Regions from separate parts of the Mus musculus genome. Here region 2 is linked to region 1. Evidence: chromatin contacts called from public promoter capture Hi-C data. All regions are on one chromosome and are shown on one strand. The core of a region is the stretch at or near the end of the contact, and the rest is flanking DNA. Distances in the headings are between cores, read along the strand shown. Region 1 holds the start of 1700054M17Rik (RIKEN cDNA 1700054M17 gene). Region 2 holds the start of Sqor (sulfide quinone oxidoreductase).

Evidence for each region. Promoter capture Hi-C pulls out the DNA fragments that hold promoters and counts their contacts.
Region 2: a promoter capture Hi-C map of liver shows a contact between it and region 1, with 5 times the contacts expected there. The contact joins the promoter of Sqor here to the promoter of 1700054M17Rik in region 1. A contact is called at or near these places in 2 of 39 promoter capture datasets (both in liver).

Annotation. Positions count from the first base shown.
Region 1 is chr2:118,301,646-118,308,228 of GRCm38.p6, forward strand. It overlaps 1700054M17Rik (RIKEN cDNA 1700054M17 gene), which reads left to right and starts at 3,269. Exons shown (of 3, transcript NR_045919.1): 1 at 3,269-3,290; 2 at 4,232-4,314; 3 at 6,182-6,521. The region is part of intron 1 of Gpr176 (G protein-coupled receptor 176); the gene reads right to left.
Region 2 is chr2:122,763,383-122,770,099 of GRCm38.p6, forward strand. Sqor (sulfide quinone oxidoreductase) reads left to right here and starts at 1,977. Exons shown (of 10, transcript NM_001162503.1): 1 at 1,977-2,057.

The DNA of each region.
Region 1 (6,583 bases), core at 2,019-4,518:
TTGAGTGTGAATCACCTAAACTTTAGAGTCCTTAACCCAAGTTTACCAGTCCTGCTTCTTCCCATTCAGTCCAATTAGTGAAATCAGGAAAGGCAGTCACTGGGCTGGTGAAATGGGATTTGTGCTTACTGAAAGGCACACAGGCATCAGCAAGGCGCAAAACTGAGGTGCACTGGAAGCTAGAGGGGCATGGGGTGAGTGATGCTTGTGGGCTCAGTGAGCTGGTGGTGTGACGGGGAGCTTGTGACAGTAAGGCCTATGACAGTGAGAGCCTGTGACAGTGAGAGCTTGTGACAGTGAGAGCCTGTGACAGTGAAGCCTGTGACAGTGAGAGCCTGTGACAGTGTGAGCCTGAAACAGTGAGAGCCTGTGACAGTGAGAGCCTGTGACAGTGAGAGCCTGTGACAGTGAAGCCTGTGACAGTGAGAGCTGTGACAGTGAGAGCCTGTGACAGTGAGAGCCTGTGACAGAGAGAGCTGTGACAGTGAGAGCCTGTGACAGTGAGAGCCTGTGACAGTGAGAGCCTGTGACAGTGAAGCCTGTGACAGTGAGAGCCTGTGACAGTGAGAGCCTGTGACACTGAAGCCTGTGACAGTGAAGCCTGAAACAGTGAGAGCCTGTGACAGTGAGAGCCTGTGACAGTGTGAGCCTGTGACAGTGTGAGCCTGTGACAGTGTGAGCCTGAAACAGTGAGAGCCTGTGACAGTGAGAGCCTGTGACAGTGAGAGCCTGTGACAGTGAAGCCTGTGACAGTGAGAGCTGTGACAGTGAGAGCCTGTGACAGTGTGAGCCTGTGACAGTGTGAGCCTGTGACAGTGTGAGCCTGTGACAGTGAGAGCCTGTGACAGTGAAGCCTGTGACAGTGAGAGCTGTGACAGTGAGAACCTGTGACAGTGAGAGCCTGTGACAGTGAGAGCCTGTGACAGTGAGAGATGTGACAGTGAGAGCCTGTGACAGTGAGAGCCTGTGACAGTGAGAGCTGTGACAGTGAGAGCTGTGACAGTGAGAGCCTGTGACAGTGAGAGCCTGTGACAGTGAGAGCCTGTGACAGTGTGAGCCTGTGACAGTGAGAGCCTGTGACAGTGAGAGCCTGTGACAGTGAGAGCCTGTGACAGTGAGAGCTGTGACAGTGAAGCCTGTGACAGTGAGAGCCTGTGACAGTGAGAGCCTGTGACAGTGAGAGCTGTGACAGTGAGAGCCTGTGACAGTGAGAGCCTGTGACAGTGAGAGCTGTGACAGTGAGAGCCTGTGACAGTGAGAGCTGTGACAGTGAGAGCTGTGACAGTGAGAGCCTGTGACAGTGAGAGCTGTGACAGTGAGAGCTGTGACAGTGAGAGCTGTGACAGTGAGAGCTGTGACAGTGAGAGCCTGTGACAGTGAGAGCTGTGACAGTGAGAGCAGTGACAGTGAGAGCCTGTGACAGTGAGAGCTGTGACAGTGAGAGCCTGTGACAGTGAGAGCTGTGACAGTGAGAGCCTGTGACAGTGAAGCCTGTGACAGTGAGAGCCTGTGACAGTGAGAGCTGTGACAGTGAGAGCTGTGACAGGGAAGCCTGTGACAGTGAAGCCTGTGACAGTGAGAGCCTGTGACACTGAAGCCTGTGACAGCAAAGCCTGTTAAAGGGATGTCTGTGACAGTGAGAGCCATGACAGTGAAGCCTGTGAGTTGACAGTGAGGTCCTTGAAGTGGGAGTAAGGTCCATGAGGTGACTTGTGCCTCTGTGGTCTGAGTAATTATGAAGTCACCATGAGGACTGAGGTGGCATTGAGGACCTGCAGTGGAACAGAGAGGAGCTTTAGATTGGCAGAGAGGCCTATATGACAGCTGAGTCTCTGTAGTGACAAGGAAGTGCTGAGAAGTGGCAATGAGGATGTGTGGTCTAAGTGAGTGTCAGTGAGGTGTCAAAGTGTGGGGATGGCAGTTAGGCCTGAGAGGGAACAGTGAGGCGTGAGGCACAGTGATGCCTCTGGGGTAGCAGTGATGCCTATGAGGTGTCTGTGAGGTGGGAGGAAGGGCTTGTGCGATGGAAGGTTAGTGCCGTGAGGTGATAATGAGATCGTAAAATGGCACTGTGGCCTGTGAGGTAACAGTTAGGGCCTATGAAGTGGCAGTGATGCCTCTGGGGCAACAGTGACTGCCTATAAGGACTGAGGAGGCCTGTGACACAACAGGAAGGCACTGTATGGTACCAGTGAGGACTGTCAGATCATAGTGAGGGCTTGTGGGATGGTGGCCATGTCCTGTGTGGTGGCAGGAGGACTCTGTGAAATGCAAATATTACCTTGTTGGGTTACACGGAGTTCTGGGAGGTGACATGGTCTTTAATGTAGCCACAAGGGCTATGAGGTGACATTGAGTGTCTGTGGCATGACAGTGAGGGACTCTAGGGGAGCAATGAGGTTCTATGAGGTGGCAGTCAGGTCTTGTGGCAGTGAGAACCTCTGAGGTACAGTGAGGTCCTGTGATGTGGAAGTGAGGCTGGTGCTTTGACAATGAGAGACTGCTAGGTGGCTATGAGGCCTGGGAGATGGCAGGTAGGGACTGCGGTGACAGCGAGGCCTATGAGGTAGCACTGAGGGCCTGTGAGATGGCAATGAAGCCAGTGAAATGACAGTGAGGGCCTGTGTGGTGACAGCGAGGCCTGTAAGTTGACAGTGAGGGCCTGTATGAGGTGACAGTGAGGCCCATGAGGTGATAGCAAGGCCTATGAGATGACAGTAAGGTCTGTGAGATGACAGCAAGGCCTGTGAGTAGTAGTGAGGCCTATGAGGTGACAGTGAGGCCCATGAGTGGACAGCAAGGCTATGAGGTGGCAGTAAGGCCTGTAAGGTGACAGTGAGTCCTGCGAGGTGGCAATGAGGCCTGTGAGGTGACAGTGAGATCTATGAGGTGGCAGTGAGGTCTGTGAGGTAACAGTAAGGTCTGTGAGGTGACAGTAAGGCCTATGAGGTGACAGTAAGGCCTATGAGGTGGCAGTAAGGCCTGTGAGGTGACAACAAGACCTGTGAGGTGGCAGTGAGACCTGCGAGGTGACAACAAGACCTATGAGGTGGCAGTGAGGCCTGTGAGGTGACAACAAGACCTATGAGGTGGCAGTGAGGCCTGTGAGGTGACAGTAAGACCTGTGAGGTGGCACTGAGAGTCTGTGAGGAGGCAGCGAGGCCTATGTGGTGACAGCGAGGCCTGTGAGGTGACAGTGAGGCCTGTGAGGTAACAGTGAGGCCTGTGATGTGACAGTGAGGCCTGTGAGGTGGCAGTAAGGCCTGAGAGGTGGCAGTGAAGGACTAGTGGTAACAACACCTACCTTTTCCTATGTGCTGACCCTAACCAGATTATAGGACTCTGCTCATGACTAGCTATAAACTCTACCAGTAATACTTGCACCCAGCGGACCCTTTCTGGGTTTCCTACTCCTACTTTGCAGTTTCTTTTGCTGGATTCTCTTCCCATCAAGGCCATCCTGGCCCTTCTAGTCCCACCCACTAGACCATTTCCAGTGAAACTGGAATGACGCCTGTGCTTACTGCCCACCTTGAGGCTCTCATCCGTGCCTCAGGCCCACATACTCACATGCAAACCTGTGGTAGTGAATAAGGATGGCCCCTGGTAGGCTCATACACTTGAATGCTTAGTCACCAGCAGTGGCACTATTTGAAAAGGATTAGGAACTGTGGCCTTATCAGAGGAGGTGTGTCACTGAGGGTGGGCTTTGAGGTTTCAAAAGCCCCCACCCCTCCCAGGTTCAATGTCACTTGGACTGCCTACAGACCAGGATGTAGCTCTCTGCTACTTCTCCAGCTCCATGTGTTCTTCCATGCCCCCACCCCCATGGTGACATGAATAAAGCCTCAGAAACTGTAAGCCAGCCCCTAGTTAAGTGCTTTCTTTCATAGAGTTGCCTTGGTCACGGTGCAACAGAACAGTGGCTAAGACAAAACCTTTATCTGTGTGCCTACACATTCACTTTGCACCCTCATAAGCATCATAAGCAACTCACGATGCCCACACAAAACCTAAATCTTCCCACGCCTCTTCCTCTTCTTCTGGTATTATCCATCTCAGGATATAGCATCCTCGGGTACCGCAGGTTACATGTCTGGAAAGCATCCTATGGTCTTGATGCAAATCCAGCTTTCACAACAAAGGGAATAAGAGAGTTCCTGAACCAAATATGAGCGACTGTGACTTGGGAACACAGACTCAAGCTGCTCTGAAAAACATGTCATTACAGATGCCTTAAAGCCTTGAAGGCCACCGAGGATGGACCTCTCCCTGGTGGAGTCTTCCTGTGTGGAGACAGGATCCATTCCAAAGGTAAGAACATTACATATGATTGTCTCCACCCTCCCTTAAGAGTTCATCCAGTTGGGCCTGTTAACCAAGGCTGATCCCCGGCAGCCAAGCTTAGCTAGGAGGAGTAGGTATCCCCTTAATGGGATGAGACACGGCACGTTCCCTTCATGAAACCCTCAGTGCAGTCGTCCTGGAGCTGCAGCCACTCAGCTCTCAGCTCTCCTCAGCTTTCCCTTTTTCTTCTTTTCTCTCTCTCTTTCTCGGATATTGGCCAAAGTCTAAACATGTTGTCTCTGGAACTTTGGGTGTCTCATCTTTTCTCTGAAGTTACCTGCCCTTTGCCATGTACTTGTTTGCTGACCTTCATGGCTAAACATCCTGCCCTAACTCAAAAGGCTGTCTCCCCAGCACCTCCTACTCCCCACCCCGACCTCTGCCCCCATGCCCCACCTCACCCCTCACCCTCCACATCCCTCCTCTGGGCAGCTGTTCAGATCCACAGCTTGCCTGCCCTGTTGTTTTCTCTCAAATAAAACTGTCCTCCAGTTTCATTTTGAAAATTCTTTTATTAAGAAGAGAGAAGAGCTCAGAAAAAAAGAACCCCAATTTCTCAGTAAAATGTGGTGCCCGATGTGGTGTTCTTCAAAGCTCCTGGTGACAGTGTTCCCTGGAGAACAAGTTCCATGGGCTCTCATTAGTCACAGAATGAAAGGAAAGTCATAAATCAATGTGCTTAGCAAACATGCTGGCAGTGACCACACGACAGAGCAGGAACAGGCTGGCAGTGACCACACAGCAGAGCAGGAAACTCTGCTGGGAGGTTTCAGGCGCTATCTGATGCCATGCTTAACTTCTGGATTTGTAAGGGGCTCTGCTATGAATACCTTTCAAAGGCTTTACCCAATGGCCAAAAAGATGTTAGGTTAAACACAGGGATGGGCAATGAATAGCCCAAGATAATCTCTCTCTGGATCTGCAACATTCTAACTCTCTACAATCATGTAGTTCTTACCAGTCTTTGAGCCTTGTAGAATCTCCAACACAGATTGGGGGGGGGTGTTTTGTTTTGTTTTGTTTTGTTTAATTCCCTGGCAATTTCAGTGTATGCTCAGCATCTTACCCTCAGCACACATGCAGCCAGGTATTTGAATCTGCCACCTCCAACAAGATGCACTTGTAAGACATCTGCTCCTCCCCAGCCTGCCAAGGTGCTCCATCCCGCACCCCTCCCCCACTCTCCACCTCACTCTCTACTTACACCAGTTTAAAATTAGTTAGGAACTTCACTACTTGGAACTTCCATCCTTTCCTGTCCATTGGTGTGGCCCAGGAGTCTATGTGCTCCACCCAGGAAACCCCCCAAGAACGACAGAAGCTGCACCCCACCTGCCCCAGTTCACTATAACTAACAAAAATCCTACAGCTTTGAATGTGAATTGGGGCCCTACCTAGGGGTGTGACAGGCTCTATGGGGTCTTTGATGAGTCTTAAAAACTTGAAACTCTCCCCTCTATTTCTTTGTTCTCCACTTCTTTGCTCTCTCACTGTGACCATAATTTTAGTTTCTGGACTGTTTGTAACTGACCTATGCTCAAACGATTCAGAAAGCAGCATCAGGTTTTCCAGGTGGAGTCACAACAGGATGCCATGGCTGCTCAAATGCTAGAAAAATCCTCAGAAATGGAGGGCGCCGGGGTCTGTTCACCTTGTGTTAGCAGTGGGCAAGAGACAGGTCAAGGTGCAGCTGCTGGATGCTGGGAGCTCTCTAATATACACGCCATCCAAGCTCCTCCCACACAAGCCTCTCTCTAATGTAGCATGCTGCGCAGTTCCTCTCCACACATGCTTCTCCCTAATATGACGTAATGTTAGCTCCTCCTCCCTGCAGAGAGCTACCACCACATGCTCTACTCGATCTACGGAGCACAGCAAGGTCCTGGACCCACAAGGTGGCTTCTGCAGAGAGCTGGGTAAATCAGATGCCCCAAATCTATCTTTCTGACGATTTTAAATGAGTACAGCACACACCAGTCATTAGGACTAAAATTCATCACGCTCACTGAAGCTGCTGCGTCCGTTCCCACCTGGAGAAGCAGAAGTCAGTGGAGGCTTGGCAGGAAAGCAGTGCCAATGTTCACCAACAAGATCGAAAGAGAACCTAATGCTGACTGCTAAGGAAATGGGAAAATGCAAACCGAACCAAAAATAATAAAAACTGGAATTAAAATTGACAACATCTAGTACTATAAGGATCCATGATTCTCTGAAGAATGTTACCTTGGACTCAAAC
Region 2 (6,717 bases), core at 727-3,226, 4.5 Mb after region 1:
AGGGTGGGGCTTGTTTAATGGGCTCCAAGCAGGTGCATTTAAAGCAGCATGCCTGGAGAATCCCTCTGCCTTGCCCTTACTCCAGTGTCTTTGCTTTCTCCTTTTCCTTTCCACGCTCTATTGCTGCTCATTCCTGCTAGTGCCCTTCCTAGTATGGGTCTGCATGGCTTCCTGGGGGTCGCCAGTCTATATTTCCTTATGCCCGGATCTTCTTGGATAGGTATTTGTTCCTCACCATCATGCCCCCTCCCCCACTACACATCATGCCCCCTTCCCCCACCATGCTCCCCCCCAAGCTTTCTTGCCATCCTTTAATATTTCTCTTAGTTTCCCATCTCCCTGTCTGCACACTCACTACTCTGGAAACCTCATATGGATGGGAATCAAGTGTAGGTCCAGACAGTAGCAGCCACAGGGCTCACTTGACATTCAGCGGACAAGATGGAGAATAACCATCTGAGGAAAGAATGACTGGGCTGGCGAGATGGGTCAGCAGGTAAAGATGCCTGCCTGGTTCTAAGCCCGATGGTCTGGGATCCATCTGTTGGAGGACAGAATTGACTTTGGGAAGTTGACCTCTAACTTCCACCTGTGCCTCATGACACACATGTACACGTGCACACATGCACACTAAATAAGTAAATAAAATATTATAGAAAGAAAAAGGGGAATGCCAATGGAGTAACTTCTCAGTCTTAATGTCTGATGGGCAAGACACTGATGGAAAGAAGGGACTTCAGTGGGGTAATAGAACGATACATAGATGCCCCAGCGTGTGGGAACTATTCAGGACACGGCTTCCAACTCGATTCTCCAGCCATAGACCTCCAAACACCCTGCAAACAGACTGCCCTTGATTCATTCACAGGAACCAGGACTTCTTAATGAGGATGGAGAGGAAGGAGAGATGAAGAATAGTACGAATTGCTTTGGAAATATGTGTGTAGAGTTTTGCTTTTGTCAAAACTTTGGGCTACAATTGTTGGCACTTAGAGGGTGGAAATCAGGGTTATGTTCAGTACTATACAACAATTAACTGTCCTGAGGCCTGAACATTTTTTTCTGGTGCCCCGCCCCTTGCCTCAACTCTCAAGTATGTGAAACATTTTATTGATAAAATAAATTCAGTTTTAGTTTAGAGTATGGCAGACATTAAGGATTATTTTTACATAGTCTTAATACGCTGTTTCCAGCAATAGCTTTATCAGTAAATACAGATCACATTTGGTTTTGTTTCCAAGTTCTTTACCAGACTTACCTGTTGCTGCACAAAGTCACGGAAAATTACTAGGGAGGCAGTGTTGCAGGTGCAGGTGCCAGCAAGTGCCACCAGGCTTACCATCAAACCCGTAGTCCCTGTTTGCGACCAAGCAATTTTTCTATAGATCCTTCAGAGTGAAGACAGTTTGAAAGAAGTGACTCAAAAACTATTAAAATGCATATAATCAAACAAGTGCGAAAGAAACTTAGTTATGCTTAAAAAAAAAGTTGGTGGCATTTGCGTGTTCTTTGAGGTTTTTTTTTTTTTTTTTTTTTTTTAAGTTGAGGCCTTAGCAACTTTTAGGAACTGTATTTGTTTTAACACATGAAGCCGCGGTCTCTGGCTTGTGCCTTCAAACAGTCAGTCCTTAGAAGGGGCAGAACAGTGACTTGTCAGGCACCAAAAGAACAACTCCTAGGAGCCAGCAGGTTCCAGGGGAAGGTGCCGCGCGGTTCTGAGTAGAGGTGGCCTTGTCTGCACCCCAGGCGTAAGAAAAGCGTCTAGGCTGCGTGGGGACAGTCGCAGGACATGGGGAGCAAGGATCACCCATACCACCCATGCCTCCGGTGTCCGTGCCTGCTCCAAGGTGCGCATTCCCCTCCGGGTTTGTTGTTGGGTAGCGCCCTGGCGGCCTTTCCTCCTCCGGAGGTTGGGGGTGTGGGGGTGGTGGCTGTCCCCGCCCCTGGCCTTTGCCTCCCCGCCCCGGCGGCCAGGCGGGGCTATGCGAGGCCAGCGCTCCAGCGCCACAGTAGTTTCTGCTGCGCCAGCGCTGGGGCCCACGGTGTCGCTCAGCCCGGTAAGACGCACCCCACGACGCTGTTACCCTCCTATAGCCGCTCGCTGTCGCCCACCTCGGTTCTGTCTCCGCGCTCCCGGCCGCCCTTCTTCTTTTCCAACCCCTGACAGACTCCCCTTTGGTCTGGGACTCGGTGGACTTCAATGCTTTCTCCTTAGTGGCCCAGCCTCAGCGATGCAGAGAGGATGGCCCTGGCACCCTCTCCACCCACACAGCTTGGACGTGTGGTCTCGGTGCGTGGGAATTTCAGAAACGTTAGTTCCACTTGTTGTCTGTCACTCAGCACCTTGCCCTGCCTGCCGGGTGGGTTGAGACTGGCATTGATCTGGGGAGGTACCCAGGGCGCTGGGGGTGGGAGGTGGTCAGCGGAGAAGCACAGGCCAGGCTGATTGGCAATTAGTACAAGGGAGAAAAGGCTCTTTGGTGAAACTTTTCACCTTACTTTTACTTACTTCTCCGAGAGCCACCCCAGCTTCTAGGGCTCACAGACTGAAGCTGAGTCAGAGAGTTTGCACAGGCTGTAAACCTCTCCTCTGTAAACACAGCTTTCTGATCCTTTTTTTTTTTTTTTAAAACCTGCAGCTACCTCTGACAGTTCTGAGTTTGGGGGAAAACTAAGGACTCTTTCTTAGAAGATTTCCCTTTTTGCTTTAAACTTTATTATTTTATTTCATGTGTATAGTTAGTTCGTTTGCATGTATGCCTAATGCCCTGGAACTGGGGTTATAAGCTTTCATCTGGGTGCTGGGAACTGAACTCAATTCCTCTGGAAGTAAGCCCTCCGTAAGAGCTCTTAACCACTGAGCCATCTATCTCTCAAGAGACTTTTAAAAACATAAAATTTAAGGCAGGCTATGATGAAAGAAAACAGCCACTAAAGTATTTAAAAGAATGCCATATAAATTTAAAAAGCAAATAACTATTATAATTTTGAATAGCTCAGAATATAGAATTCAAGATATAGGCACTACCTGTAAACACATTTCTAAAACATCATAAATACTGCTAATATTGCTGTGGCCAGCTGCCTACACAGTCCTTGAAGAGAATGTTAAATTTCAAGTAGACATCAGTGGAAGGTGAAGATTTTTTTTTTCTTTCATTCAGATGAATGGACCTCAATTTAGATAGATACCCTGTTAGCAGAAAGGGTGTTGATTACTTGTTAGGCAACTTAGCTTCTTGGGTTTAACACTTTCTTGAACTACCACTATGTCCTCTATCCCCAGCTTCTTTGGGCATCTGCTTTTCCTAAGGAAGAGAATGAGAAAAGCCCGGCACTCCTCCCCCAAGCCTAATGCCTTCTCACAGGTGAAAAGCATCCCTACTGAACTTGATGCAGAGGGATGCGGTAGGTAAAACGCCCCCCCCCCCCAACCTTGTCTGATACTGGCCTTTACATCCCTAAATCTGGTACATAAAAGGTCTGCTGGATGACATGGAGGTGGTTGCTTGTGAAGGCATCTAGGAGACAGCTGGAAGCTTGGGAAATGGCTGTTTAAAACTAATTGCTTCTTTTGAATCCATCAGAGCAAATCCATAAATCCAACTTGGGGATGTGAATACTGGGGAGGGCCCTTGGGTCTGTTGTGGGTCTGGTGCCTCGCCATAGAAGACAAACTGTCTTGATAGGAAAGTAGGATTCCAGAGGTTTCTTTTGCCCATGCGTAGGCTTGTTAATAAGATGTGTTGTAATGTAGGAAATGTCTTGTAAAGAATGGAGACAGAACCCATGAGGAAGCATTCCTAGATGCACATCTCCCTCCCTCTCTCTCTCTTTTTCTCTCCCCCTCTCTCTCTCCTTCTCTTTCTCTTTCTCCCTCCCCTCCCTGCATCCCTCACTGTCACAAATACTTTGACTCTAGAGAATTGGTAAATAGGAGAACAGTGGGTAATTTACTAAAAGCTGCCCAGACTAGGGCTAAAGCCAACTAAGCCTCCGTTATAGACAGTGAGAGCTTCCATGGAAGTGTTGGTCTTGTAACTGGTCTGTTCTTCTGTGCATATTCATGACAGTTGAGCTGGATGAAGCCAGATCATTCTTCCCCTGTCTAAGTTTGGACGATGACCATGAGATTTTCCAACTCCTCAGATTTAAGCTGATTCTAAATCAGAGCGAGAGAAAGGCTGTTACATTCAAGAGAACTAACACGCCCACCCCTTACATTCAAATCAAACTTCTACCTTCAAAGAGACCTACCCATGGTCCTATAGTGAAGTCCTTTCTTGCTTATGAGAGGGGGCCAGCAATTCCCTCTTCAGTGATTGCCATGAGAAAGTACATACAGTACACATTGCAATAACTCCCACAGATGATCTCCATGCCCCCACACCATGCTTTTCTGATACTTTGGAGGATGCACTTAAGCATAGATGCTTTCCAGGGAATTAGTGCATAATGGTACAAGACATGGGATAACTGGTTTTTATTCTGATTATGTCACAGGTCTAAGCATTTTATCTGGCTGTTCTCTGCTACAGAAATTCCAAGGAGTCAGTAGACAAATATCCCTATTGGCTGTCTGTTTGAACACCCACCTCTCCTCCCTTTCCAATGAGAAGTGAATGCAGTTTTAGGAAGTAAGAAATCTTTAATCTATCTAGTGGAGTCCTTTTTCCTGGTGTGAAGAAAGCATGGCATATAATGGTTAAAGATGAGCCCAATTTGGTACTACCTGTCACGAAGACCTGGGTGTCCTGGGTGTCCTTCAGACAAAGCTTCGTTGCAAAAGGGTAGCTGTGCTATTAGGTCTGGCATAGGAAAGATGTGAGCTGTTATGGAACCTGACATACCTGCTACCTATGTGTATTTCCTTGTATCCAAACCATCAAAGAACTGAACTCAGCGTCTAGATTCAAACGACATATATGTAATCTGTAATCAAAGAGTCTCTTGTCATTGAGACCTTGTGGGCTGGATTCCAGGTTATGGCAAGCCAAAGTAAGTGACCAGTTTGTTTATAGTGACACTCCGCCCCTCATAACTTTCCTGCACATACCTTTGAAACCCAGTGTACTTTGGTCTGATGAGTAATTTTATCCTGATAATTTTAATGATTCAGGAAGCCAGGTGTGGTGGCCTGAATACCTATAATCCCAACATTTGGGAGATGGAAGTGGAAGGATTTGGAGTTCAGTGTTATCTTTACTTACGTATCATGTTAGAGACTTTCCTGGCCATCCGTCCATTCATCCATCCATCCATCCATCCATCCATCCATCCATCCATCCATCCATCCATCCATCTGCCACACCACCTCCAGTAGGATCTGTGTGACAAGTTCCACAGGCTGAGGTGATTGACCTCAAAAGGGGGAGGCCTACTGGAACCGGTTGTGGAACTCTTCCCCTGAGAAAAAATATTGAGCCGTAGATCTCATGGCAATCTATCTGTTTTGTTTTCTCTTATTCCTTTTCTTACTTACATGTTCCTGGTAGCCTAGGCCCTAGAGATGGGGCCACTAACATGACCTCATCCCCAGGGAAATCAGTGCTTTACTTTTAAAATCATTTACAAAACTTATGATAGATAAAAATGTTCCCAACAATAAAATTTCATATGGCTACACGTGTGTCATTGGAGGTGGATTTTGGTATATGGTAAAGAAAGCCTTAATTAGGAAGAATCAAAATAGTTTAAATTCACATACTGAAGATTTATTAAAAAAATCAGGCATTATATGTTAAATAATAATTGACCATGGGGCTGAAGAGTTAGTTCAGCGGTTAAGAGCACTGACTGTTAAAGATTTATTAACCTACTCCTGGAAATATGCCACTAGTCTTGGACAACAGCCCCCAATGAATACATCCTTTTAAAATTGCTATATTTTGATGATTTATAATGATGTTAGCTGTTCTGTTTGTGATTCACCGAATATATAGTTTCAGAGTTGTAATGCTTGGATGATTTTTGTGCTTTACTGTGCCAAATGATTTTTGTTGGTATTTGTGATTGTTTCACTGGATATAGTTTCTAAGAGATGTAATGTTTGTTTTTTAATGTACGAAATCCCCTGCTTGAGAGCTGCAAAATACACTCAGATTCAAACTGCCTCTGTGTTTGTTTCTGTTTGTTACTGCCGAATCCTTACCCACCTAGCTTCGAGGACCCTCATTCCAGGGACCCCCATACCTGACAGGGGTGGTCTATGGCATCTATCCATCCATCCAAAGAAACAAATGCAAGATTCACAAAATCTGGGCCTAAGCTGACCCTTGCTGTGTGACCCAGTTACTTCACTGGAGACCTCCATTTCCAGGGGGTTTGTAGCTGGGCCAACACAGGTTTGTAGAGCTCTTGACAGGAAATCTGACTACAAATCTATTGTGGATGAGGTAGTAGATGGGTAGTCATTTGTTTTTGTTTATAGTGAACTGGATTGTGAGGCGTCAAGTACCCTTCACAATTAGGAAATGGGAGCAAGCTTAAGACAAGGCTTATTTATTTTTTTGTGTGAGCCAGTCAAAACCCTTACCTTTCAGTTAAAACAATTAAATTCACTCATGTGCAGTATCCTTTATTAAAGGCAAAAACTTTTCCTTATGTAAATATAATTTTTGTTTTCTCCTTGCTGAAATAATGAGTTTTATCATTATAATGTTTGTTTTGATTATGAAATATTATTAAGTACTTAAGCTTGGAGGGACATTCTTGGCA